Regions from separate parts of the Sus scrofa genome. Here region 1 is linked to region 2. A link is a contact called in public Hi-C data. All regions are on one chromosome and are shown on one strand. The core of a region is the stretch at or near the end of the contact, and the rest is flanking DNA. Distances in the headings are between cores, read along the strand shown.

Evidence for each region. Hi-C and Micro-C count contacts between places; a contact is called where the count stands out from the background.
Region 1: a Hi-C map of embryonic fibroblasts shows a contact between it and region 2, with 3 times the contacts expected there. The contact joins two enhancer-like sites. A contact is called at or near these places in 6 of 47 Hi-C or Micro-C datasets (embryonic fibroblasts, heart right ventricle, mesenteric adipose tissue and 2 more).

The regions. Positions count from the first base shown.
Region 1 is chr2:39,664,578-39,671,831 of Sscrofa11.1, reverse strand. All of the region lies in intron 2 of NAV2 (neuron navigator 2), which reads left to right. Among named protein-coding and RNA genes, the nearest start is that of NAV2, 420 kb to the left of the region's middle. Within about 2 kb of position 1,746, at least 3 of the 83 cell types and tissues checked have an H3K27ac peak or open chromatin away from gene starts, as enhancers often do.
Region 2 is chr2:39,487,575-39,493,854 of Sscrofa11.1, reverse strand. The region is part of intron 7 of NAV2 (neuron navigator 2); the gene reads left to right. Among named protein-coding and RNA genes, the nearest start is that of DBX1, 260 kb to the right of the region's middle. Within about 2 kb of position 1,779, at least 4 of the 83 cell types and tissues checked have an H3K27ac peak or open chromatin away from gene starts, as enhancers often do.

The DNA.
Region 1 (7,254 bases), core at 497-2,996, 180 kb before region 2:
GCTGTGAGCTGTGGTGTAGGTTGCAGACGTGGCTCGGATCCTGCATTGCTGTGGCTCTGGCGTAGGCCAGTGGCTACAGTTCCGATTTGACCCCTAGCCTGGGAACCTCCATATGCCGCGGGAGCGGCCCAAAGAAATAGCAAAAAGACCAAAAAAAAAAAAAAAGAAGTTGCGTACGTGGCGATCCAAGTAGAGGGACCCTCATGGGCAAGGGCATTGCGGTCAGAAAACCCTGGAGACACAATCAGGGAAGGAGGTGAACTGCTGTTTGGCAAGATGCAGAAGGAAAGTCATTTCAGAAGAACTAAACCACAGCAATACCTGCTTTCGTAGCCCAATCATAATAATAGCAAGCACTTATTGAGCACTCACTGTATATCCAGGGCATGTTAAAAGCACATTATAAGGGGTTCCTGCTGTGGTGCAAGGGGACCGCTGACACAGGTTCAATCCCCAGCCCTGCACAGTGTGTTAAAGGATTCAGCACTGCCTCGGCTGTGGTGTAGGTTATAACTGCGGTGTGGAGAGTTCCCTGGTGACTTAGTGGTTAAGAACTTGGCGTTGTCACCACTGTGGCCCAGGTTCGATCCCTGGCCCAGGAACTTCGGCATGCTGTGGGCACAGTCAAAAAAACAAAACGAAACAAAACAAAAATAAAACCTGCAGCTGGGATCTCATCCCTGGCGGGAGCTCCATATGCTACAGAGTGGCCAAAAACAAAATAAAATAAAATAAAATAAAATAAAATAAAATAAAATAAAATAAAATAAAATAAAATAAAACAAAATAAAATAAAAACACATTACATATACCATCTCCTCTGATCCTCATAATAAGTCTGTGAGCCAGATACTGTTTCTGTTCTATCATGAACATCACGTTTGCAGAGTAGGAAACTGATGCAAAGAGCTCAGGGTCACATTCAAGGTCACAGCTAGTAAACCCAAGTGTCTGACCCCAGAGCTCACACCCCTAACCTTTGCCCTCTGCTGCTTCCAGTAGCAGCCAGCAGCCCCAGGAGGAAGGATGTGAGACTGTGGCAAAAGAGAGTGATTAAAACCCTATTAGTAGGAGTTCCTGTTGTGGCTCAGTGGTAATAACTCCAACGAGTATCCATGAGGATGAGGGTTCAATCCCTGGCCTCGCTCATTGGGTTAAGGGCCCGGCATCGCCATGAGCTGTGATGTATGTCACAGACGTGGCTAGGATCCCGTGGTGTTGTGGCTGTGGTGTCAGCCAGCAGCTACAGCTCCAATTCGACCCCAGCCTGGGAACCTCCATATGTCGTGGGTACAGCCCTAAAAAGCCAATAAGTAAGTAAATACATAAATAAACCGTGTAGTGGCACCATTTTCAAAGACCGGAATCAGGGCCCTTTCCTGGATGGCCTCAGCCTCCCTGTAGCAGTTCACCTTCTCCCACTTACCTCTCCCAAGGCTCTTATCCTCCAGTCCAACCAAACTCTTTTGGAAGAGCTTAAATTTGGGAGTTACATTGGATTAGGTCAGGTTCTGGATTACTGGTAACTATCTCTAGTGACTTTGGGCAAGTTACTTAAGCTCTTTTAACCTCATTTTCTTCATCTGGAAAACATGGGGGACAATAGTTCCTGCCCTCATAGGCTTATTGTGAGAATTGAAGGAGGAGAGTGCGAGGCATTTCACACAGGGTCTGGCACATAGTTGGTGCCCAATAAACAGCCACTTTGCACTCAGAATGAATTGTACACGTGGTCTTGCCTAGGTCCAGGACTGGCAAGGATGTGGGTGTGATTTGCAGCAAGGGCTCATGGACTGTGTGCTGCCCTTCACAGCAGATGCTGGGAGCGGGATCTGGCCGCTAACAGTTGATGCGTCCTTGCTTTGCTCTGTGCCTATGTGGATAGTCTGGGCACTGGTGCCAGGAAGGTTATAGAAGCTGGTTCCCTCCACTGAGGCCTGCCTGCTATCAGCCCTGCATGTCGCTAGATAAATGGAGTAGTGATCTTTTGGTCCTGGTGCCCAGACAGGCAGGAAATCACGAAGCCACCCCTGCCCTGGTCCAGACAAATTCAGGTATAGGCACACACAAGCCCACGTTCCCATCCACTCCCCTGGAAAGATGTGGCCACTATTGCCATCTGGTGGTGATTTGCAGCAATGCATGCAAGGAGGCTTCCACAGAATTGTAGATGATAGAGCTTATCACATCCTGGGGAATGAGGATCCAATTCAACCCGTCCACACTACACAGGGCAAAACTGAGATCCAGAGGGGAAACAAGTGACACTTAGGAGAAAGAACACAGTGAGAGGAGTCTTACAGCCTTGGTTCAAATTCCACTCCCTTAATGGGGATTCCAGAAAAATGACTGAATTTCTTTGAGTCTGTGTCATACCTAAAATGTAATGAAAATCCTCCACACCTACTCATACAGCTGTTGTGAGGCTACCATGGCTTTATAAACTGCATAGGATTCTACCAGTGGGAGAGGCGGTGGCTGCAAGGTTGCAGCAGCAAAGAGAGGTCAGTGGTTTGGAACTTGTGAATTGGGAGACTGGCCTCACATTGCCCCTAACCTTGTTGGAAGGGATCACAGACCCCACAAGCCCAGCAGGGAGATAGGAGCAGGACTAGGTGTGGGTCTTCCTCTTTGCTGGCCCGGGATACCTTCATGGTGGGTGAAGCACAAGGGGTCTTCCATCCCAGCTGTGTGTTCCAGGCCCTTCTTCCTCCTGTGAGTCTCTACCCAAAAGCCGTTTCAGGTGAACAATGCCTGGTGCTTGCAACTCTCAGTTCTGGCCATGAGAGCTTGTGTCTGGGTTCCCCCCAAGGACAAAATTTGGGATCTGAATGAGGGACAAGACATAGCGTTCCAAATAAGGCCACAGAGAGTGGCTGGCTTCAGCCCCAAGCTGTTGTTTCTCCTGTCCCAGGAATGTGATGGTATCTGGACCAGGACACAAAGTGTTCACCCACCCCTTTCTGTTGAGGGACAAAGGGCCAATGGGATGTGTCAGGTGGTTACCCCCAGCGGCTTCTCATTGTCATGCTATAGCAGCAGCTGGACTGGTTCAGTGCAAGGAGACTGCAGTGTCTGTCGGCCCCACCAGCAGTGGAAGATTTGGGTCAGGCCAGGGCCATCTCCATCCCCAGGTCCTAAGGGTCCCTTTAGGCTGTGATGTGCTCTCCTACCCATAGCACCCACTTCCCCTCCAGTGAATGAAGTTGTTTTACGAGTACCTCTGTGTGTCCCAGACATGGTACTGAATGTCCTCCCAGAGTTTGTCACCTTTCTTTCTCAGAGAAGCCCTTTGGGGGGGGAGGGCAATTGCTTCTACAGCACAGATGGAGAAACTGAGCCTTATAGAAGGTGCCACTCACCTAGAGATGTGTGGGACCTTGGACTTGAGCCCAAACTTTCAGCCTCCTTGTCTGTATAGAGTCGCAGAGGATAAGACCTTCCAGGAAGAAACCTGGAAGGAAGGCCCATCCTAGATGCCCAGTCTTCACTGAGCAGAGCAGGAGGACCCAGGGGCATGCTTTAGACACTCAGTGAAATGCTCCTCTGCCAGCTTCGCCCTGGCAAGGCCTTGCCCTTTGGCCAACTTCATTCCCACCTGCCGAGCAATCAGCTCTACGAATGGTTTCTTGTGCAGCATTCCAGAAATTTTTATACAAAAGCAAATGTATTCAAGTACATCTCTTCTTTCCTCCCCCAGTTGGGATCTCTCCCTACACCCCATCTTATAGAGGTCTTTCACTCTTCATGGTCTCTTGACACAAGAGATCAAAAGCCCTCGCTTTTACTGCTTTATTGCAGCCTATTGTATGCCTATTGGCCCTACACAGTTTATTGGCTCTTGCCCTTCTGATGCACATTTTGGCTTGTTCCGGTTTTTTTTTTTTTTTTTTTTCTTTTGTAACCATCATGAACAACGTGCTCTTTATACCTTTATCTTGACACAATTGCCCTGGAAGGACTGTACGATGGATTCCTGAAAGCAGAATTGCTGGGTCAGAGTGCATACTGTTTAGATTTTGCTGAATGCTGCCAAACAGCTCACCAGAACATTTGGACCAGGTTATACGCCCACCAACAGTGGGAGTAGAAAGTATTTCCACTTGGAAAATGAGTACCATGGTCAGGTCGGACAGCAGCTTCAAACGCCTGACTCCAGAGGTCCCAGGAACCGCTCCCCCTGCCCGCTCAGGAATCTCCCCTTCCATCCAGCCATGGTGTCGGGAATTCCCATTCGTTCCTTGGCCTGGGCATTGTCTCTGGGAGACTCCAGTGTGGAGGAACAGACATCCATCCCAGAGGAGCAAATCTGGGCTCTGGGAAGGGTAACATTTGCACTCATTAGCAATGGGCTGAGTCAAGGCTGTATTATGACCTTGATGGGCCCTCAGCATTTTTGCCTTTATGGAGCCTTTCCTCCATCAAAACAAAGATATTCAAAAGTATATTGTATGACTGCATTGGTATAAAACAATATATAATCCTGGCTGGATTGTATTTATTTTTTCCTTCTGATTACAAAAAAAATAAACTGTTTCCATGGGCCCCTTCAAATATGGTGGACCCTAAACCCTGCGCCTAATAGGAAAGTTGGCCCCCAGATGAACCTTCCATGCACCTGCTTCCCTACTTGTTGTCATCCTCTCTGACTGTGCGGCTTTTTGACAGTGGAAAGATATGAAATTCAGGCTGTTTAGGTATAGCTGACCAGCACAGAAAGCAGTGGGCCACGTTTGGGCAGTTGTGAACAGGAGCAGAAACCTGCAGTTTCCAAAGTGTTTTCACAAACGTGAAATTAAAATATGATGCCCATTTTACAGATGAAGAAATCGAGACACTGATACAGAAGAAAGGGAAGTGAATTATCCAAAACACATGGCTAGTAAGAAACAGCGTCATAGAGTCAGCCACACTGGCCTCCTTCACGCCCTCCTGCAAGGCCAGCTCTGCTGACCCGGTTCAACTCAGATATCACAATACATCTTTTTTCTTTGAACATAGTCAAGAGTGTGACTTTACCGCAGACAAGGCAGTGACAGCGCCACATCCTGACAGGCGCGCCAGTGGAGCCCCACATATTTGGGTGACATATGGAAGCCAAGTGCTTCCCGGATCTATCCCTGAATAACTGACTTCGGTTTGTGAGTGTGTGTTTTTTAAACTAGAGTAAAATTGATTGTCACACATGCCTGAGATCTCATTTTCATGTAAGTAGAGCATGATTAGAAGGATTCAGAATTAGATGGCTCAGTGTTCATTATCTCGCTACAGCACTTTTTATTTATGGAGTGTGTTTACTGTCATTAACTAGGAGAATGCTGGAAAGGCATGAGAGGTGGGTTCATCAAAAGAAGGTAGGTTTAATAAGCAGTTGTGGATGGCAAAATTAGAAACGAATTTTTTTCATTTTTTTTTAATTTTATCTCAGTTCCACATTCTTTTCATTCATCTAACCCCTCCGCCGAATGCCCCCTCCATTTCTCTTCTAGGAATCCTGCTCCCATTCCCCTCTCTTCACCCTATCCATGGTGTCTGTCACATCCACCTTCTAGAATGCTCCCCATTCTTTTTTTTTTTTTTTTTTAGGGCCATACCCACAGTATATGGAGGTTCCCAGACTAGGGGTCCATTCGGAGCTACAGCTGCTGGCCTGCACCACAGCCACAGCAATGCCAGATCCAAGCCACATCTGTGACCTACACCACAGCTCATGGCAATGCCAGATCTAACCCACTGATTGAGGCCAGGGGTCGAACCCCAAACCTCATGGTCCCTAGTTGGGTTCATTTCTGCTGCGCCATGATGGGAACTCTTAGAATGTTCCCCATTCTAACTGAGAGGAGTCACAAGACTACATGTGATAAAGCAAGGCTCTCATCATGACCCTCCTCTCTTAAAAAAAGGTGTAATGATGATTATCATTATTGTCTAGCTTTAACTGAATACTTGCTATGTCACCACGCCTATTATTTTACCTGCCAATAATACTTTGGGGTAGGAGTAATTATACCCAGTTTCTATTTGTGACACTTGCGGCTCAGACAAGTTGATTTAGTTATTTGAAGTCACACAGCACAGATGGAGGACTCAGATGCATCACCTTCCATCACACCATGCCGCTCTCAGACAGGAGGACAGTCAGAAAGGGCTGCATAAAGCAAGCTCGCTGGATAACCAGGAGTGGACAGAACCTGGGACAAGGGTTGACCATCCACGCTCAGACCACCCAGTGTCCAAGCTGCCTTGGGGAGAAGGCTAATCAACTTTTGCCCCATTCCCGGCCCCCTTTTGCCTCTCCCTCCCGTCAGTGAAGTCAGTGATAGTCATCTGGTTTCAGGTTGTTGGGTTTTTTTAAGAACTAAAAATCAAGTTGAGCCGGAGTACTTTGCCTCAGCAGTTATTTCCCTTCTAGGGAATAGTCAGTGTCACTTTCTCTCCTGACAAGTGATCCCATCTGGAAATCGAGAACTCTGTGCCCAGGGAGAGGCCTGGAAGGGCCTGGATAACTCAGCCGGGATGCCAGGCCCCCTGCACAGGGCCCCACACTGACCGAGTGGCAGGAGGATCAAGCGTAGCCTGGGAAACCCAAACATGGGGGCAATTGAGCGCGGCATTTGTGGGCTGTGCTGGGCATGTCATGAGACCTTCTGGAGGCTTTGTGGGAAGTTCTGATGTGTGCTGGGGCCTCGGGCAGGGCTGACCAGTGCAGTGGTGGAGCCAGGGGGATTGAATTTCCTGCAAAGGAAATCGCCTCCAAGTCGCATATGCTTCCAACATGTTCCGAGGCCCTTCCAGATGCCCACGTGGGTCCTGGGGGCTTCGCATCTGCCCCCGTGACTATGAGGCAGATCTTTTTACCTGCATTTTGCAGATGAGGTAACCAAGGGCTGTGGAGTTCAGCTACGCCAGCCGTGGCCTCTGCTCATGCCCACTACTTAGTTTTCCCAGAGTCTCAGTCTCCTCACCTGTAACCTGGGTGTAAGAACACTTACACCCTGAACTCCCTTGGGGACAAGAGCTGTGTTGGCCTTGTTGTCCATCTTATCCCGTGCACCGAACATGGTCCCAGGTACAGAGTCAGTGCTGGAGAACCACCGATTCAATGAATGAATGTTACTCTGAGTAGTTAATGTAATGACGTGGGTAAAATGCTTGGTTCAGGGATTCATGGGATGCGCTGTGGTTGGGGGCATTATACTCCCCAGAGGGCTGAGTGCCACTGCTGTAGAAAGCCGCACCCAAGGAGAAGCAGGC
Region 2 (6,280 bases), core at 530-3,029:
TCTGGCATTGCTGTGGCTGTGGCGTGGGCAAGTGGCTACAGCTCTGATCTGACCCCTAGCCTGGGAACTTCCCTATGCCATGGGTGTGGCCCTAAAAAGCAAAAAGAAAAAGAAAAAAAGACACTTAACTTCTCCAGACCTCAGTTTCCCCTTCTATAAAGGGAGCCAAAAGTCCTCTGTCCCCGGGCCCCTGTGCAGTAGGAATGGATCCTTCAGTTCTCACTAGCTGTTTGGCCTTGCCTCACATGAGCTCCATTAGTGCTTTCGGGAGCAGGTTCCTTCCTCGAGTCTTCTTTCTCTGGGTCGCTTTCTTCCTCTTAGTTCACGCCTGCCTGTCATGGGCAGAGGAGGAGAGCCAGACGTGGCTGGAGACAGAGTTTTACAGCTTTCAGCACGATGTCATGTCTAAGTAACATCAGAGCCATCAGTTTAGAATCTCTATAAACTTGTCACTTTGTGGTTGGGGAAGCAAGTTCTTTATCAGATTTAGTGATTGGGAGATGTAAGCATGAAGAAGCTGCTGTGTTCTCCCGTTAGTCAAGAGGCTGATCTAACATTACAGTTGAGACCAGATGGAATTGATTCAATGGTCCAAGTCATGCAGAAGAGAATGGGGTTGTGGTGCCCCGGTTTTGTGTCGTGTCCGGCCTTTGTTCATTCTGTTGCCACAGGTGCCCAGCGTTGGGCTGGTTGTAGTGGCAGTGAGGCTTGGGTGGGGACAGCCTCGGGGGAGGGGTAGTGTCCCTTGTCCTATAGAACTGTGCTCGACGTGGTTAGGAGAAAGGTCTGCCTAACAGGGACACTTGGGGAGGGCTTCAGAGAGGGGGTATCATGCACCCCAGTTTCCATCTCAAGATTTTCACTGAGAGAAAAGGAAGGGGAAGTTGGGAAAGAATGAGTCATCCGCTCTTCTGCTCCAGCATCCATCTGTAGGGGCACCTGCTGGACTCACTGTGTTCATAACCCCATGTCCCGTGGTGGGGGTTGGGCAGGGGCGGACTCTAAAGGGGAAGCTACAGCAATATCATTCCACTGACCCTCCCTTGGTCATCAGGGGACCACTGCCATTCCAGAGCTGTCAGCCCAGCCAGAGGGAGTGCTTGGGTAGCTGTCAGTGCTCATGGGTGATCGTCCCCTCTGTTTGGGAATCGGTGGTGAAATCCGCATGACTCCCGTCAGACGCTGCAATTGTCTGAGGGCTTCAAAATCCTTCCCAGAGGTTTGAACCAGGATATCATTGCAATGAAAGAAGTCTCTGGGGGATCATCTAGGAACGAAACTGTGTGAACCAAGAGACCAGCTGTTGAGGTGGGCAGGAAAGATGGATTAGATGCTTCCAAGAGTAGGGACCTCACATGGCACTGGAGGGCAGAAGACTGTCTGGCAAGTGTCTACACCAGTTACACTGGTCTCTTGGGCCAGAATACAGTTATCTCAGGAGAAGAGGTTTGGGCCCTGCAATTCAAGAGAAAATGTTTTACTTTGAAAGCAGCTAACTGAGTTTGAGTTCTGGCCCTGTCACCTTCCCAGAGTGTGGCTTTGGTCAAGTGCACTGCTCACCAGGGCTCATGCTCAGATCACAGCACATCACTGGCCACATCTGGCACCACTCCACTCCGAGGGGCCACGGGACACAGACAGGAGTGGCAGGTTGTCGGCAAGGCAGCGTGGGCCCTTCTGTTCCATCAGAGTGGTCCTCACAGCGGTGTAGACGGCCGTCCCTGCAGCATTCAGGGGCTGTCGCTCCCCGCCTCCCACCTCAGGTGACAGCTCAGGTATGAGGGAACGACACACACAGGGCAGGTGCAGGGGTCTCTCTGGCTTAAAAGGAAGCCAGCATCTCTCATAACAGCTCCGTATGCATAACCTCTGTGGTCCCCACTAGGCTCGAGCCTGATCTGGAGAGTCACAGCAACTCACAGGAGCCCCAAATGAGGATCGGCCCCAAGCAGGTGTTAATACTTCATTTACAGCTCTGGCCAATCCAGATGTGGTAGAACTATCCCGGGTCATTTTTATCAGGAGTAGTGTTGCTTAGTAACAGTTGACATTCTCCCTTTATCAAGTTTCCAGGGGAACAGAGATAGAAGGTTAACTCAAGGTCAGATTCCCATGCAGAAGGGGAAAAGGTTTTGTTAATCCTTTCCCAAGAGCAAGTCACCTCACCGCTCAGAGATTCACTTTATTTATCTGTGAAGCAGCAACAGGCTGTTCTAGCCTTAACCACAGGAGCAAGTCAGATGTGAAGTGTTTCTCATTTTTTTTTAGAGCTCAATTGGGATTTTCTGTCCTTGTCACCTCTCTTGGTTGAAGACATTTCAGTGAAGTGTAGGACTTCTTTCCTGATGGCTGGAGTGTATTGGATGTCATGTGCATAGCTTGAAACAATTGCTGTGTTCTGATCTTTCTAAATATTGTGTCGTCAGTTGGTTTGTTGTCTGTTAATGGCGCCCTTTCACAGGTGGGTGAGTAGAGGTTATGCCTCCTACAGTGAAGCCAGATTTCATTTTTCTAATTTGCATTTTACATCCTGGTTCCCTTGTGTTCTAAACAAATTATCGACGTTGTCTAATTGAAGAGATGAAAAGTCCTAAGACACATGACACCTCTCTCCAAAATAATGCCTCCACAGTACCGTCTTTCCATTAGGACACAGCATATGCAAATGGCCCCTGTGCTATTGCAGAGGGGGCAGCTCTCAGCTGGGAGCTCTTTGTTGGGTCTGAAGCATATGGCTCAAGTCCCATGGTCTGGGCAGATGGTGAATTCGAGACTCTGGGCTGCTGTTTCTCAAGGTATGATGGAAGGGCCATCTATACCAGCATCCCTTGAGGGAAATGCCAAAAACAGAAATCCCCAAGTTTTACAAACGTAGTCTTTCTAATTCAGATGTCCGAGTTAGGATCTGGAAGTCTACATTTTATACCCTTGTCGTTCTTACAACGCTGCTGTCCCGAGAGGGCTTCTTAATTACCTTTGAAGGACCCCTGCCTTCAACTCTCAGCAACTGCTTTGTACGGTGTTGTTACAGGGAATGAAGATAGATAAACAAGGTAAGACACCCAAACTAATGCCTGGTGTGTGGTAGGAGCTCACCATGTGGAAAGCTGTTCAAACTGGCATGTACATTCGTTTCGTGGTACATGTATTTAATTTATTCTGAGTCAGGAACTTATACTGGGTAGACTTACTACTTGCCTAGGGATTTTTTTGTTTGTTTTTATTTTTGTTTTTGTCTTTTTAGGGCCGCACCTGTGGCATATGGAAGTTCCCAGGCTGGGATCAAATCAGGAGCTACAGCTGCCAGCCTACACCATAGCCACGGCAATGCCAGATTCTTAACCCACTGAGCGAGGCCAGGGATCAAACCTGCATCTTCATGGATACTAGTCGGGTTGTTACCACTGAGCCATGATGGGAAGTCTTGCAAAGGTTTTTTTGGTCTCTTGGTTTTTTTCTATTGCCTCACTAATCTATAGTAACATTCTAATTTTAAGTTTTTTAAAAAGCACTCAAGGCTAGAAAAGAAAAAAAAATACCTGTTGTATAGCACTGGAAACTATATATCTAGTCACTCATGATGGAGCATGATAATGTGAGAAAAAGCATGTATACATGTCTGTGTGACTGGGTCACCTTGCTGTACAGTAGAAAATTGACAGAACACTGTAAGCCAGCTATGATGGAAAAAATAAAAATCCTTAAAAAAAAATAGAAAAAAGTACTCAATGTTAGAAAAAAGAAAAAGCAAAAAAGTACTCAATGTTAGAAAAAAGAAAAAGTAAAAAAATACTCAATGCTGCCTTGTTTCAAATGTGCCAACAGGTGATAAGGAAATGAATTTGGATCCCATGCTTAGGTTGGAAATATGAAAAATAGTGTCCCCGTGGGGTCTAGATACCATAGCAGGGAGTACAGTGCAAGGAGGTAGCCCGACAGGGAAGTCAGCTCACCCTTTCCCTGACTGGCGAGTCATCCTCTAGCTCTTTCTCTCCCCAAACTTGGAGAGCTTGGTGTCACTTCATGAGCAAAAGAGCACACTCCTGTTGGAGGAGGGCCGAGCACTGGCAGAGCTGCCCAGAGAGAAGCCTGTGTGATGCGCTTTCCTGCCCGTGCCCCATCCTCGCTTAACCTCTAGCATTAAAGGCCGGCGTAAAGATGAAAGGACTCATGTCTGGTGTGGTCCCTCTGGCCACCTTTGGGAGCCATTTTCCTGATCGACTGTAATTCAGAAAAGCCCTCGGAAGAGGAGATGCATCTGTTGCTCTGATGTGTGAAGCTAGTAACCTTTAATGCGAAAGCCATCCTTTTTCCTAGGGAAGAAAAAGATGGATAGAACCACGTTTGCTTTTCTCTAAAGAAGGAGGTATTGCAGAGCCATGCTCTGCTCTCTGTCCTTTCTCAAAAATACAGTAAACCTGGCTTTGTAAAAGGATAAATGAGTCAAGAAGAAGAGAGAAAAATCATTTAGGAAGATGAAATATCTATTTGATTAGTCTTGTGTCAGAAACTGACGGTGAATAGTTGATTGACATTGATCTGATCTTCAGGTGATCAATCTCAGCATTGCCTTTGCTTCCACCTACAATGTGGAAAGCATCACACATACACAAGTTCAATTTCATTTCAAGGATCATTGGGAGGGGAAAGCATTTATGTTTCTCGGGGCTCCCTTAGTCATTTTTATCCAGGTGTCATCTGTAGTCAGAGCTTAGTTTAGTTGCTCATTTAGAGTCTTTAAAATTTTTTCTTTTCTTCTCCAAGTTAGGTATTTGACAACATTTCTTAACATGAGAAGATGAATACATGTGGGGATAAATGAGACTGACTTTTCTATGACCACAGGTGGCCCATATTCACAATGCAAAGTACAAGGACAGCATGCTGGTTAAAACAAGGGAGAGCCCATGCCCAGTAAAACGCGGCGGCTCGTGTAGCTGCACACACACAGTGAGAAGCTTCTTGTCCAGCCATGTGTGGCTGCCTCTCTGATGAGAACATAGCATCGTCGGGCTTACATGAACCCAGCAGATGAAATGTCTGTGTCTCAGCTGCAGCTTGCCTTCTGCGAGCCTGGGAGCCTGTGCATTTTATTAGGGCAACAACCCAGAGCCCATGTGTCAGGGAACCGCCTTCCAACGAGGATGTCAGGTAAGGGGTCACATTGAGAATATTTGTCTCCAAGATAATGATCACAATCCATCTACATTGTGGTGAGAGTGAGGCATGGACCATCTGCCAGTGTCACGCCATGGAGATAAATGTTGTGTTGCAGAGTGGTGTATGCGGAGGGACTGGTGGGCAGTTTACACACATTCTTAGTGTCCTGGGAGCTCCTGACATCATTTCTTAGGGGCAGCCTTGCTGATGCATGTATTGCCAAGCCTTCCTGAACTTTGTGGAGATTCTGCAGATATAAGCTGCTGATGACAATCAGCCACCCAGGAGTTCCCACTGTGGCTTGGTGGTAATGAACCCGACTAGTATTCATGAGAATTCGGGTTTGATCCCTGGCCTCACTCAGTGGGTTAAGGATCCCGTGTTCCTGTGAGCTGTGGTGTAGATCGAAGATGCGGCTCGGATCTGGTATTGCTGTGGCTGTGGTGTAGGCTGGCAGCTGTAGCTCCCATTAGACCCATAGCCTGGGAACCTCCGTATGCCGAATGCCGTGGGTGTGGCCTTAAAAAGACAAAGACAAAGACCAAAAAAAAAGGAAAAAATCAGCTGCCCAGCCTAAGTCTCTCATAAGAGCAAAGGTCAAGAAGGCTGATGTTCCCTCTGCCTCTTTCAGATGGGGGAATCACAGCAATTTTGTGAAAAGTGAAATGGAGTCAGGGAATTAGTGACCTGTAATAACTCACCTTTGCTTAAAACAGTCCAGGATGGTGAGTCTCTGCTGCCCCCTACTGCCCAGGTTTTGTATTGTAACTGAGGAGAGCCTGGATTTGCAACCTGGCCGTCTCAGGGCACTCTCGGGGGGATAATGACTCCAGGCAGAGCCTTCCCACATTTGTCTCCACAATTTGGGAAAGTGTATGTGGACTGAATAAAACCATTATCAGGGACGTGATAAGGTTCATGGAAAAGCTTTCTCTCCAGAGGCGAGAAACTGAGAGTGGGTCAGATGGAAAATCAGTCTTCGCAAGGCTGTCCACTCTCTCCCCCTTCAGCGGACCAGCAGCTGGTGGATTCAAGAATTGGGATTAATCCTAAGGATAAGGATCCTTGAAGGCACTAGTTGTCACTGCAAGAAAAGTTATGCTAGATGTAACACTCTTTT